Regions from separate parts of the Pan troglodytes genome. Here region 1 is linked to region 2. The links are chromatin contacts, called in public HiChIP or PLAC-seq maps. All regions are on one chromosome and are shown on one strand. Each heading gives the region's core, a stretch centred on a gene start, on an enhancer-like site or on the middle of the called end of the contact. The rest is flanking DNA. Distances are from core to core; before and after follow the strand shown. Region 1 holds the start of RNF185 (ring finger protein 185). Region 2 holds the start of SLC35E4 (solute carrier family 35 member E4).

What was found. HiChIP or PLAC-seq counts read pairs in DNA pulled down with a chosen protein or histone mark.
Region 1: a contact with region 2 is called in an H3K4me3 HiChIP or PLAC-seq map of stem cell-derived excitatory neurons, with 3 times the contacts expected there. The contact joins the promoter of RNF185 here to the promoter of SLC35E4 in region 2. A contact is called at or near these places in 1 of 7 Hi-C or Micro-C datasets (stem cell-derived neural progenitor cells) and 1 of 1 datasets of contacts at active chromatin or transcription factors (stem cell-derived excitatory neurons).

Annotation. Positions count from the first base shown.
Region 1 is chr23:33,276,078-33,283,458 of NHGRI_mPanTro3-v2.0_pri, reverse strand. It overlaps RNF185 (ring finger protein 185), which reads right to left and starts at 4,261. Exons shown (of 7, transcript XR_002941235.3): 1 at 4,126-4,261.
Region 2 is chr23:32,752,206-32,758,985 of NHGRI_mPanTro3-v2.0_pri, reverse strand. It overlaps SLC35E4 (solute carrier family 35 member E4), which reads right to left and starts at 2,047. Exons shown (of 2, transcript XM_054675832.2): 1 at 1,295-2,047. The coding sequence starts at 1,913. It overlaps OSBP2 (oxysterol binding protein 2), which reads right to left and starts at 1,377. Exons shown (of 15, transcript XM_016938976.2): 1 at 1,295-1,377.

The DNA.
Region 1 (7,381 bases), core at 3,012-5,511, 520 kb before region 2:
ATGTTAAATTTCTTGTTTGGAAAATTCTGATATAATTATGTACAGTTTTGACATTAGGTGAAGTTAGATGACAGATATACAGAAAGTTTGTGGATTATTTTTGCAAGTTTAGTGTAAGGGTAAAATTATTTCAAAATAAAAAGGCCGGGCGCAGTGGCTCATGGCTGTAATCCCAGCACTTTGGGACGCCAAGGCGGGTGGATCATCTGAGGTCAAGAGTTCAGGACCAGCCTGGCCAACACGGTGAAACCCACCTCTACTAAAAATACAAAAATTGGCCAGGTGTGGTGGCGCATGCCTGTAATCCCAGCTACTTGGGAGGCTGGGGCAGGAGAATCGCTTGAACCTGGGAGGCAGAGGTTGCAGTGAGCTGAGATTGTCCCACTGCATTCCAGCCTGGGCAACAAGAGTGAAACTCCATCTAAAAAAAAAAGAATAATAATAATAAGGGGCCAGGCACGGTGGCTCAAGCCTGTAATCCCAGCACTTTGGGAAGCTGAGGTGGGTGGATCACTTGAGGTCAGGAGATTGAGACCATCCTGGCCAACATGGTGAAACCCCGTCTCCACTAAAAATACAAAAATAAGCCAGGCGAGGTGGCGTGCACCTGTAGTCCCAGCTACTCAGAAGGCTGAGGCAGGAGAATTGCTTGAACCCGGGAGGTGGAGGTTACAGTGAGCCGAGATTGCGCCACTGCACTCCAGCCTGGACGACAGAGTGAGACTCCGTTTCAAATAAATAAATAAAATAAAATAAAATAAAAAGTTAAAAAACAATACATGGCTGGGAGTGGTGGCTCATACCTGTAATCCTAGCACTTTGAGAGGCTGAGGCAGGAGAATCGTTTGAGCTCGGGGATTTGAGACCAGCCTGGGCAACATAGTGAGACCTCATCTCTATAAAAAATGTAAAAGTTAGCTGGGTGTGGTGGTGTGTGCCCGTAGTCCCAACTACTCGGGTGGCTGAGGTGGGAAGATGGCTTCAGCCCAGGAGGTCAAGGCTGTAGTAGGCTACGTTCGTGCCACTGCACTCCAGCCTGGGCAACAGAGCGAGTCACTGTCTCAAAAAAAAAAAAAAAAAAAAAAAAAATGTATACGATGCAGGTCAGGAATTGGCAATTTTTTTTCCATAAAGGGCCATAGAGTAAATACTTCAGACTCTGTGGACCATATGGTTTTTATGGGAAGTAATCAACTCCACTGAGCAGCATTAAAGCACCCAAAGACAATATGTAAATATATATGAGTATAAATAAATGGGTGTGACTGAAATGAACACTGAAATTTTATCTTCCTGTAATTGTCACCTATGTAATATTATTCTTCTTTTATTTCCCATCATTTAAAAATGTAAAAAGCAGGCCAGACGTGGTGGCTCACGCCTGTAATCCCAGCACCTTGGGAGGCCGAGGCGGGCAGATCACGAGGTCAGGAGATCAAGACCATCCTGGCTAACACAGTGAAACCCTATCTCCACTAAAAATACAAAAAATTAGCCAGTCATCGGGGTGGGCGCCTGTAGTCCCAGCTATTCGGGAGGCTGAGGCAGGAGAATGGCATGAACCCAGGAGGCGGAGCTTGCAGTGAGCCGAGATGGAGCCACTGCATTCCAGCCTGGGCAACAGAGCGAGACTCTGTCTTAAAAAAAAAAAAAAAAAAGAAAGAAAGAAAAATGTAAAAAGCACCCTTAGCTCACAGACCATATAAACAAGCAGTAGGTCCAGGTTTGGTTCACAGCCTATATATAGTATGCAGATCCCCACTCTAGGTCAGAATTTGCTAATGTGTGCTTCAATTAAAAAAAAAAAAGATTTGACATCAAGTAGATTAAACAAATGGAACAAGTTATTATCTTGGCTTATAAAGCACATTTCCTTATTGCAGGACCTCTCAAGTGCTTTTAATGTGGTATTACATATTGAGAAGCTCCAAGAAAGAATAATGGTATGTGGCTTTCTCAAACTTATTATTAGCATCAAATCCTTTTTTCAGAGCCACTTCTTCAGACCAGTGGCCTGAAGAACATACTTATGAGAATGTCAATTCAGACACTTCTTTAAAAGGAAACTTTTAGATCGAGAAGTTCTAAAAACTCCAACAAATTAAGATCATTTTACCCAGTACCTGGATAACATCTGAATAAGCATTTCACAACTTTTTTATTTTTTAATCTTGGGAAACACAAGTCGATAACTGGCAGGAAGTTTTGGCTCAACCCTAACTTTTGTGGCGGCGGGGGAGCAAGTCAGCAGAAGTGGGTCATAATATGGAGCCTCTGCTCCCTAAGACAACATAAACATTCCTAAGCATTCTAGCAGGTGTTGAAAAAGTGATTTAGGCAGAGCTTTGTAATGCACAAAATAAGGACATAATAATGTTTGATTAGAAAACCAAAGGTATGCTAGAGGCCAGGCACAGTGGCTTACACCTGAAATCCCAGCACTTTGGGAGGCTGAGGCAGGCGGATCACTTGAGGTCAGGAGTTCGAGACCAGCCTGGCCAACATGGTGAAACCCCATCTCTACTAAATACTCAAAAAAAAAAAAAAAAAAGCTGGAACTTGTCATGTGTGCGAACTGGCAAGTCAAGTCTATAAGAGGACTGTTTTTATATGATGCATGGAAAGCTAGCCAACAAACTGCAAAAATTCTCTCACATCTATACACATATTGCTGAAGAGAGGATTCAAGCAGGGATTATGTTCCAGGGAAGAGAAGGCTGGTCTGAACAACCTCAAGGGGTCCTTTCAACTGAGAGTCCTCAATTTTGTGATTCAGAGTTCACTGGCTTCTCCTGGTCAAACATAAAATCTTCAGAGGCATTTCCAACTTGTTCTTAGAAAAAAGCTACTAACCCATGGGGTGGGACCCAGTTTACTTATTCATTCAATAAACATTTAAGGTGCCTCTATCAGATATTGGGTCATTCCAAAGTCCTTGAAAAGAAGGATGGTGCACAGGACAACCAGGAAGAGATTACGTAAGGTCAGATGCATTGGCCTTATTTACAGGAGATGTAGGCTAAAGTGATGGAAGTGTCAAAAGAGAAGAAAAAAGTCACATTTGCCTTGAGAGCAGAGTCAGCACCAGAAAGATGCAGAACAACTACTTAGAATCACAGACTTTCAAGTTGGAAAGGACCTTCATCTAATACCTATATACCTCCCTCGAAAGGAGGCACGGAGGCAATCCATTCACTCCATCGGTGGTCACCTCTGACGATTCTTCCATTTAAGTTCTTCTATTAAGCAAAAATCTTGTCTTCCTGTAGAATTCACCTGTTAGTCCTAGTTCTGCCTCTTTTAGCCTAAAGATGAAGTGGAAGCCCTCTTTGCCGTAACAGTATTTTCAATTTTTAAAAAGTTAATTCCCTTCCATTGCTCTCTTTACTGAGCTAACCATTCCAGTTCTTTCAAAGTTCCTGAACTGGCACCAGCTGCCTCAAAGCGAAGAATGGATATCTAGTGCTCACAGCAGGAAAGCACTTAAAATCAATGAGCTTCAAACATCAGTATATACAGGACCCCCCTACACATAAGTTCAGATTCTAAACCAGAAGTCTGAATTGAGTCCCGCGCTGTAAAGCCGGCATCTCAGAGAATTACAAAGCAGATGGTGTAAGAACCATATTTTGAAAAACACTGCCCCGTTTTAGACACGAGAAAACTGAGGCCCAGCACAGGGAAGAGATTTGGCCCAGAACGCACAATTGTCTGTCGGTGGCGAAGTCTCGAATCCAGGTCTCTTACTTTCAGCCCAACTCTGTTCACCGCGCTCCCCGGCCTCTGCTTCTCCACTCAGGGCAAACTCGTGAAATGCACTCCCAGATGATAGAGGCGGTCTCGCACGGGGGATAGAATGGGAATCAGTGCCCATGTCTCGAAAGGAGAGCTTGTGGGAGCCCTTCTCTTTCTCAAGGCCTCAGTTTCCCCAATCTGTAATCATGGGACGCAGAACCACAACGCCAGCTCGTCCTCTTTTCGGGGACAGACATGACCGGTCTTGCTGTCTCTGGGCCCCTGGGCTCAGATGTTGAAGCCCGTGTGTCCTGGGAAGGCGGACCCGGGTCTCCCGCCCCCGTCCCTAAACTTTGGCGGCCCCCGCCCCAACCCCAGCCCCTCACATACCTGCCTCCGCACAGTTAACGCCAGCCCAGTCAATCAGTTTTTCGGGTACACGGCCAATACTAACGCCGCGTCAATCTGTTGGGTAGGACCTCCGACCCCTCCTACGCGGACTCCAGTCACATGACGCGGAGCCGCCCCTCTCGGAGGGACTTCCGGCCCCAACCGGAAGAGGTTAATTTCCATGTCCGAAGCTCTAAGGTTCCGCCTGCGAGCAGGAAGCGGAGGAACCTTGGAGCTCTTCAGCAGCTTTTCAAAGAGCTTTGGGTTCGGGGCTCCTAAAAGAAAAAAACTGATTCCGGCCGGGCGCGGTGGCTCCCACCTGTAATTCCAGCACTTTGGGAGGCCGCGGCGGATGGATCACTTGAGGTCAGGAGTTCGAGACCAGCCTGGCCAAAATGGTGAAACCCCTCTGTACTCAAAATACAAAAAGTAGCCGGTCGTGGTGGCGCACACCTGTAATCCCAGCTACTCGGGAGGCTGAGGCAGGAGAATCGCTTGAACCCGGGAGGCGGAGGTTGCAGTGAGCTGAGATCGCACCACTGCACTCTAGCCTGGGCGACAGAGTGAGACTCCGTCAAAAAAAAAAAAAAAAAAAAAAAAAAAGAGAGAGAGAGAGAAAGAACTAACTCATTCCGGAAAGTACCAGATAAACTTGGAACATCTTGTTACACTAGAATATAAGGTTGATGGTAATAAGAATCATGGGAATGTGTCAAAGAACACAGGAGTTGTCTTGAAGGAGATCCTACTGGCCAAGTCAGGGCAATTTCAGAATCAAAATATGGAGTGATAGTAATAGAGTATAACTAATTGAATAAAATAGTAATCCATGAGTCGTTACAAACATAAAGAAGTGAGCATATTAATGGGTGAAGGGAAAGTCTTCCTTTTTGTAGAATGCCAGCTAATAAACATGGTGGAATTAGGAAATCAATAATGTGTGGTAAAACTAGAGAAACGGGATGTTTACAACAGTAAAAGTGTCTCCCATAAATTAGCTATTGATTACAAAGGGAAAATGGTGATGTTACAGAGGTTTAACCTAGCAGAACAAACAGATCAAAGTGATCAAAGTTAACACCACTAGTTAATGGGTCAGATCAAGGGCCTCCTAATAAAATGCACTGAGAACACATCTGTGGTATTTCTGTCAAAAGTGCACCGTACACATCTCATGAGGAAGTGCTAGAGAACCCCAAATGAAGGACACTCTCTACAAAATAACTCATTGTCATGAAAAACAGAGAAAAGCTGAGGAACTGTTCCAGTTTAAAGGAGACTAAAGAAGCATGACAACAAAATGTGGTGTGTGATTCTAAATAGGACCCTGGACTGGGGTGGTGGTGGTGGTGGAATAGTTGTAATGGACAATATTGGGACAAGTAATGAAATTTGAATATGGATTGTGGATTAGCTGTTAATACATATTGTATCAAATCACATACTGATAGGTGATGGAGCTTGTGATTTGCACTCAAGCAGTCATTGGAGTTCTTGACAGCCATCTTCATTCATTCAACTAGCATTTATTAAGTACCTACAGTTATCCCAGGAACTGTTAGGGATCGGACCTGAGTAGGAGGTGAACATAGTAGATAAAGGCCGGCGCGGTGGCTCACGCCTATAATACCAGCACTTTGGGAGGTCGAGGCGGGCGGATCACCTGAGGTCAGGAGTTCGAGACCAGCCTGGCCAACATGGTGAAACTTATCTCTACTAAAAATACAAAAATTAGCCAGGCGTGGTGGCGGGCACCTGTAATCCCGGCTACTTGGGAGGCTGAGGCTGGAGAATTGCTTGAACCCAGGAGACAGAGGTTATAGTGAGCCAAGATCGTGCCATTGCACTCCAGCCTGGGCGACAAGAGTGAAACTCCGTCTCAGAAAAAAAATTAAAAATAGTAGATGAAATAAGCTCATAGATGAAAGTCCTAGTCTGCCAGCCACCTTCGCAAGTTCCTGTGATCAAGAAGTAATACAGGGGATGTTTCCAGTCACACAAACCTGGATTTGAAACCAAGCTCTAAGAGAAAAACAGCCCCTGATATCCAGGAGATGGTCTGGCACTCACAAATAGACCTTGGTGTGTTCTCTTATTGAACATAAAAACTTCACAGAACATCAACATCAAACAAGGCCACTATGTGACCATGATGGATCAAGACAATAACAAAACCACTCGAATCATGTCTAAACCCAGACAAAACATGAGCATTGTTCGAACTACAAAAATGGCCAAACATTTCCCTATTCTGGCTCATATAGAGATTATAGATTTAGCCTCGGTCTACTCTTCCCTCCTTCTAAATAATGTTTATCAAGGTACTCACTCATAGGCAGCATCCAATCCAGAAAACCCCATTTTCTTAAGCCCTCCTCCAAATCACCTAATGCAAGCCCAAATCCTATGTGTCCTTTGTAACACTTTGTTACTGAGATGCCCCTTTGTTTGTTTGTTTTTGAGACAGAGTATCACTCTGTCACTCAGGCTGGAGTGCAGTGGTGTGATCTCAGCTCACTGCAGCCTCTGCCTCCTGGGTTCAAGTGATTCTTCTGCCTCAGCCTCCCAAGTAGCTGGGATTACAGGCGCCCACCATCACTCCCGGCTAATTTTTGTATTTTTAGTAGGGACAGGGTTTCACCATGTTGGCCAGGCTGGTCTCGAACTCCTGACCTAAGGTGTTCCTCCCACCTTGGGCTTCTACAGTGCCGGGATTACAGATGTGAGCCACCAAGCCCAGCAGCCCTATTGTTTCTCATGATTCATGTCCTCTCACCCTTACCCCATAACAAGTGATAAACTCAACTTGTTTAACCACAGATGTGTTCCAATTTCTTCCTACCTCAAAAAGTTGTTATGAGGATACTTGGAACAGGTTCAGCAGAGAGTGAGCGTTCTCCATCAATCGATCCATTATCTATTTTTTATTTAAAAAAAAAAACATGGTCTCAGCCTGTGGTCCAGACTGGAGTGCAGTGGCACACCATCCTAACTCACTGCAGCCTTCAACTCCTGGGCTCAAGTGATCTCCCACCTCAGTCTCCTGAATAACTGTGACTACAGGCACGCACCACACCCAGCTAATATTTTTTATTTTTCTGTAGAGACAGGGTCCTGCTGTTGCCCAGGCTGGTCTCAAACTCCTGGCCTCAAGGGATCCTCCCAGTTTGGTCTCCCAAAGTGTTGGGATTATAGGCATGAGCCACCTCACCCAATGCTTTCAATATACTTTTAAAAATTATACATATATTTTTGA
Region 2 (6,780 bases), core at 798-3,297:
GTTAATTTTTTTGTATTTTTAGTAGAGATGGGGTTTCACCATCTTGGTTAGTCTGTTCTTGAACTCCTGACCTCGTGATCCACCCGCCTCAGCCTCCCAAAGTGCTGGAATTACAGGCATGAGACACCGCGCCCGGCCCCCATTTTTGTATTTTTAATAGATACAGGGTTTCACCATGTTGGCCAGGGTGGTCTGGAACTCCTGGCCTCAAGAGTCCTCCCACCTCAGCCTCCCAAAGTGCTGGGATTACAGGCATGAGACACCATGCCCGGCCTGTCAAATCATGAACTTCTCTGGGTCTTAGTCCCATCATCTGTAAAATGGGGATAAAGTTGGTGGTTGCCATGACAACTCAAGGTCAACACTCAGCACCAAGCCTGTCACACTGTAGCTCCCAGTAAACAACAGCCCTCCCCAGACTTAGACCTGACCCATGACCTTCCAAATCCCAGCTCAAGGCTTTACCCTCCTTTTCTCTCCCTGGCCCATGCTTTCTGGCTTTCCTTTGTGTCCAAAGCCTCAGGCCACATCTCTTGGAAGCATGGAGTCTGACTATCTGGGTTTAGATCTTGCCTCTGCTGCTCACTGGCCACGTGGCCCAGGGCAAACCTCTTCATCTATCAAATGGGAACAATACAGTGAGATAAAAGGCTAGTCAAACACAGATCACTGGCTATCACTAAATACTGGTTTGTAATTCCAGAACTTCAGGAAGCTGAGGTGGGAAGATCGCTGAGGCCAGGAGTTCAAGACCCACCTGGGCAACATAGCAAGACCCTGTGTCTATACAAAAAAAAAAAAAAATTAGCTGGCCAGGTGGGGTGGCTCACGCTTGAAATCCTAGCACCTTGGGAGGTCAGGAATTCAAGATCAGCCTGGCCAACATGGTAAAATGCCGTCTCTACTAAAAATACAAAAATTAGCTTAGCGTGGTGGTGCGCACCTGTAGTCCCACTTACTTGGGAGGCTGAGGCAGAAGAATCACTTGAACCCAGGATGCGGAGGCTGTAGTGAGCTGAGATCTCACCAATCCAGCCTGGGTGACAGAGCCAGACCCTGTCTAAATAAGTAAATAAACAAATAAACACGAGTTGGGCCTCCAGAGCCTGAGTTTGGGGCCTGGAACTCACTGAACTGTTGGCTCTCTCTGAGCCTCAGTTCTGCTTCCCCCACAGCCATGAACCTCAGTTTCCTCATTTGTAAAATGGGACAACAGCCATACCCCTCACAGGGCCATCCAGGCCATGCACCCACCCGGACCCCCACCTTCTCAATTGGCCACCCAGGCACTTACTTTGCTGAACCGACTTGAGTCCGCGGAGGCAGGTGGCTGCGAGCAGGAAGCCACAGCCAGTGGGGGGTGTCCGGAACTCTCCAGCCAGGCTGCAGGCGGCCCCCAGGCAGAGCGGGCCCATGGCGGCCAACTGAAGCGGGTGGTGGCGGCGGCCCAGCAGCAGTGCCGACAGGGCCAGGGTGAACAGAGGTGTGGTGGTAGTGACCAGTTGTGCCAGGTCCAGGGGCACAGCCCTTAGGCCCACGTTGCCACAGGCCATGGAAGTGCCGAAGGTGAGACTGAGCAGTAGGACTCGGCAGCGAGTGCCGCCTGGCATGGGGCGCCGTGCCCCCCGGTGGCATGCCAGGGCTGCCACCAGCATGTGCAGGGCCGACAGCAGCAGGGGCCGCCCAAAGCCGTGCACTGTGAAGATCCACTTGTTGAGGCTTGACATGCTGGCTCCCGCCAGCAGCCACACCAGTGCTGCCATGGCCACTCGGGCCCGGCCAGGCTGCCGGAGGGCCTGAGGGCTGCCAGGGGGCCACTCGGGGGGCCCAGCCGCCTGAGCACCACCAGCTGCTGCTGCTACTTCAGCTGAGGTCATCCTGCCATCATGGTGCTCCGGCGGGCAGCGGCACATCCGCACCAGTGAGGCTACGGCAGGAGGCGGGCTCCCCAGTGACGACCTCTGGGCCACCAGAGAGTTCCGCTTGGGGTCAGGCTAGATCCTGGTTCCTCCGACCCCGTGTCCCGTTTCAGACAGGTGAGAACACTGCTTACTTGTGCCAGGCCTGTGCCAGCGATGTCTAGAAGCTAAGCTGTGTTTCCAGCTCAGGGCAGAGCCAAGGTCGCGGCTGCTAGGATGCCAGGGTCTCCGATGCTCAAGCGTTGGCTCCAGGCACCTCTGCCCCGTGCCAGGTGGTCTCCACTTTCCTCCTCGCCTAGTGCCCACGTTATGCTTTTAGATGAAATCCTCGTTCCTTTTTTCTCTTCAGTCCCCAGGTCATTAGGGTGCGCGCAGATCCAGACCCTGGGAACTCCTGCGTGCTCTGGCCGTGACCAGGCCTGGCAGGGGGGCGATCTGGGCTCCGCGCCTGGCGGTGCCCGGCCCGGGGGGTCGCGGGCTAGCTGCCTCCCACAGCGCCCGGGCAGTAAGCTGACACCACGGCCCGTGCTCCGGCCGGTGCCTGGCGGCGAGCTAGGCGCGGATCCAGCAGGGCCTGCGCTCCAACTCCTGCTCTCTGAGGCTTTGGCTGCGGCTCTGGCTGCGGCTGTGACTCCGGCTGCGGCTCCTGCTGCGACTCACGCCCGGCTCCAGCTCAGGCCCGGCACGGCGGGCGCGGCGGTGCGCTCTTGGCTCCGCCTCCGCCTCTGCCTCCACCGCCGCCGCCCGCTCCCTACACGGAAAATTGGGCTGAGCACCCCCGCCAGGCCCCGCCCCAGGCCAGGCCCCGCCCCCGGACCGGGAGGGCGGTCTCGCCCCGCCCCAACGCCTCCCGCTCACAGCCCCTCCCCCATCGGCCTGGCATTTCCCCCATCAGCCCTCCTCCGCCCGCGGCCTGCGCATCTGCCCAGTAGACCCCCCCCCCGAGCTGTCGTGGTCAGCCTCTCTTCGCCGCCAGGGGGGACCAAGTCGCTCCCCACCCAGCGCCAAGGCGAGCCCTCCATGGAGATGAACGCGCGTTGCTGGAGACACTGGGGTATCCCGCACAGCCGCCCAGGCTATCTTCAAGAAGCAGGGTAGTGAGGAGGGGCCCACAGCCCCCATCCTGGGACCAGTCTTACGCCCACCTGATCTCTGGCCACAATTATCTCGTGGGACCTCAGCATCCAGCAGAGCTGGATTACGGGGTCCCTTAAGGCACCTCCATCGCCCCTCCGTAGCCCCAGCATCCTCCCCAGCCTCCCAGTCCAGGGCGGCGCCCCCTGGGGACCCTCAGAGGGAAGCTGAATCACCAGGCAGGGATACCCACAGCTGCGGAAGTAGGTACCGCCGGCCGGCATCCTTCCCCGGCCAGCAGCCTCTGTCCCGTCCCCTGAGCACTCGAAGCTGACTCATAGCAGAACTTCCTGGGGTCCACCCTGTGTCCCAGCCCCGGCAAGACAGAGCCCTGGGCTGGGAGGCAGAGCGGTTGCCACTGAGCCCTTGTTCCTGTCTGGGTCTCGGTTTTCCCACCAGAACGACAGACGCTCTCTGAGGTCAGGATTGGGTAAACGGCGCGCCCCAGGGCAGAAGAGGTCCATCCAGATTCCAGGTTAGGCCAGGCCCTGGCCCCTCTGAGCTCTGAAGTCCAGGAGCACGAGGACCAAGGCCCAGCCATGTGCCCAGTATCAGATGTGAGCCTCTTTCCTGTTGTCGGTCTTCCTACTAGGCTCCTGCCCAAGAGGACCCAGCTCACCCCTTGCCTGTTGTCTAACCAGCAAATCCTTGATAACAGCAACCTCTCTTGAGACACAAGATCTCAAAGGGGTACCGCTGAACCCAGCCCGCTGCGCCCTCTGGTGGCCAGGCGCGGAATATAGCCCTCAATCCCCATCCCAATCACGGGACGCGGGTTTAAAATACCCAGCCTCAAAGGAGGCCTGCTGAATCAGAGGCTCTCTGTCACGGGTGGGCCTGGGAATTTACATGGTCACATTTGCCTCTGTAAGTCCGACGCCTGCTGGAGCCTGCAGATCTCTGCTGAATAGCCTAAGCTACAGGGCAGGGGGTGCAGATAGGGAAATTTCCAGGCCAAGGACCAAAAAATGGTGGCATTTAGGGTTTCTCCAGAAAGGGTTGTGGAAAGGAAACTAAGCCAGCCAAAGTGGACGGCCCCTCTCCCGCACCCCCTTGCCATTTCCTGAGGAAGAGAAATCTGGGATCCCTAAGGGTTATAATTATCTTTGAGATTTTGTCAGGTTTTTTTGTTTGTTTTCCAAGACTGAGTTTCGCTCTTGTTGCCCAGGCTGGAGTGCAATGGCACGATCTCAGCTCACTGCAACCTCTGCCTCCCGGGTTCAGGTGATTCTCCTACCTCAGCCTCCCGAGTAGCTGGGATTACAGGCGTGCACCACCAAACCCGGCTAATTTTTGTATTTTTAGTAGAGACAGGGTTTCACCATGTTGGTCAGGTTGGTCTCAAACTCCTGACCTCAGGTGATCCACCCACCCTGGCCTCCCAAAGTGCTGGGATTACAAGCATAAACCACCACGCCCAGCCTGGATTTTGTCAGTTTTCTAGTAAGTTTCCTTTAGTAAAAAACAATAGGCTGGGTACAGTGGCTCATGCCTGTAGTCCCAGCACGTTGGGAGGCTGAGGCATGAGGATCACTTGAGCTCAGGAGTTGGAGACCAGCTTGGGCAACACGGCAAAGCCTCGTGTCTACAGAAAATACAAAAATGAGCTGGGAGGCTGGCCGAAGAGGCTCACGCTTGTAATCCCAGCACTTTAGGAGGCCGAGGCTGGCGGATCACTTAAGGTCAGGAGTTGGAGACAGCCTGGCCAACATGGTGAAACCGCGTCTCTACTAAAAATACAAAAATTAGCTGGGTGTGGCGGTGGGCTCCTGTAGTCCCAGCTACTCAGGTGGCTGAGGCAGGGGAATCGCTTGAACCCGGGAGGCAGAGCTTGCAGTGAGCCAAAATCACACCACTGCACTCCAGCCTGGAGGAAATCGCACCACTGCACTCCAGCCTGGACGAAAGAGCAAGACTGCATCTCAAAAACAAACAAACAAACATGAGCTTGACATGGTGGTGTCTGCCTGTAGTCCCAGCTACTCAGGGGATTGGGAGGGAGGATCCCTTGAGCCCAGGAGATGGAGGCTGCAGTGAGCTGAGATTGCACCACTGCACTCCAGCCTGGGTGACAAAGACCCTGCCTCAAAAAAAAAATTTTTTTTTTTTTTTTGAGATTAGAGTCTCACTCTGTCGCCCAGGCTGGAGTGCAGTGGCACGATCTCAGCTCACTACAAGCTCCGCCTCCCGGGTTCATGCTATCCTCCTGCCTCAGCCTCCTGAGTAGCTGGGACTACAGGCTCACACTACCACGTCCGGCTAATTTTTTGTATTTTTAGTAGAGACAGGGTTTCACCGTGTTAGCCAGGATGGTCTCGATCTCCTGACCTTGTGATCCACCCGCCTTGGCCTCCCAAAGTGCTGGCATTACAGGGGTGAGCCACCGCACCCGACCAAAACTTTTTTAAATTTAATTAAAAAATAATAAGAAAGAAAAAACCAACAACAGTAATAATTTTTTTTTTTTTGAGATGGAGTTTCGCTCTTGTCACCCAGGCTGGAGTGCAGTGGCACAATCTCAGCTCATTGCAACCTCTGCCCTCCCCCCTCACCCCAGGTTCAAGTGATTCTCCTGCCTCAGCCTCCCAAGTACCTGCCATCATGCCTGGCTAATTTTTGTATTTTTACTAGAGACGGGGTTTCACCATGTTGGCCAGGCTGGTCTCGAACTCCTGACCTCAGGTGATCCACCCACCTCGGCCTCCCAAAGTGCTGGGATTACAGGCATGAGCCACCTCGCTCAGCAACAATAATAATTTATATATATATATACATTTTATTTTATTTTATTTTTAAGATAGAGTCTCACTCTGTCACCCAAGCTGGAATGCAATGGCACAATCTTAACTCACTGCAACCTCCAACTCCCAGGTTCAATCAATTCTTCTGTCTCAGCTTCCAAAGTAGCTGGAACTACAGGTGCCCACCACCATTTACAGCTAATTTTTGTATTTTTAGTAGAGATGGAGTTTTGCCATGTTTGCCCGGCTAGTCTCAAAGTCCTGACCTCAAGTGATCCCCTGCCTCAGCCTCCCAAAGTGCTCAGATTACAGGCATGAACCACCACACTTGGCCCACAATAGTAATTATACAAAACAAAAACACCTTGTACCTTCTCAGAGCTGAGCTGATGGGAAGTGGTGGTGAAAATCTGTCTCCAAGACCACCATGAAGCGGCTCCCACCTGCCCTGCCTAATGACAGGTGGCTCTGAGGACTATGGATTAAGCAAGCGAGGCCTGGACAGGCCTTGGTGGAATGGAGAGGATGGCACACCTTGGGGTGAAGGGAGTCTGAGGGCAGAGCCCAAAGCAGGTGACCCAGCAGCACCATCCTCCATGGGAGCCCAGAGGGGCCAGGGCACATGGGAGGGGCTGTGGCTTCCTCAGGCCCAGTCTCAGGGGGCAGGGAGGTGGCATGGTACAACGGCAAGTGTTGGCACTGGGGTCCAAGGTCGGGGAATCTCAGCTCTGCCACCCACAGACACCACCTGTGGCCAGGGTGGAGGGCTTCATCCCACCCACTCCTTACTGTTCCTCCTGGAGGCAGGCGCTGTATTATCTCAGTTGCAGATGAGAGGGCTTGGTCAGCTGCAGAAAGCAAGGAGCCAGGGACACGCAGCTTGAGTGGTGGCAGGAGGTTTGGACCTGGTCTCCGTGTGGCTCTAGGGCCTCAGCCTTTTTTTTTTTTTTTTAAGATGGAGTCTCACACTGTCACCCAGGCTGGAG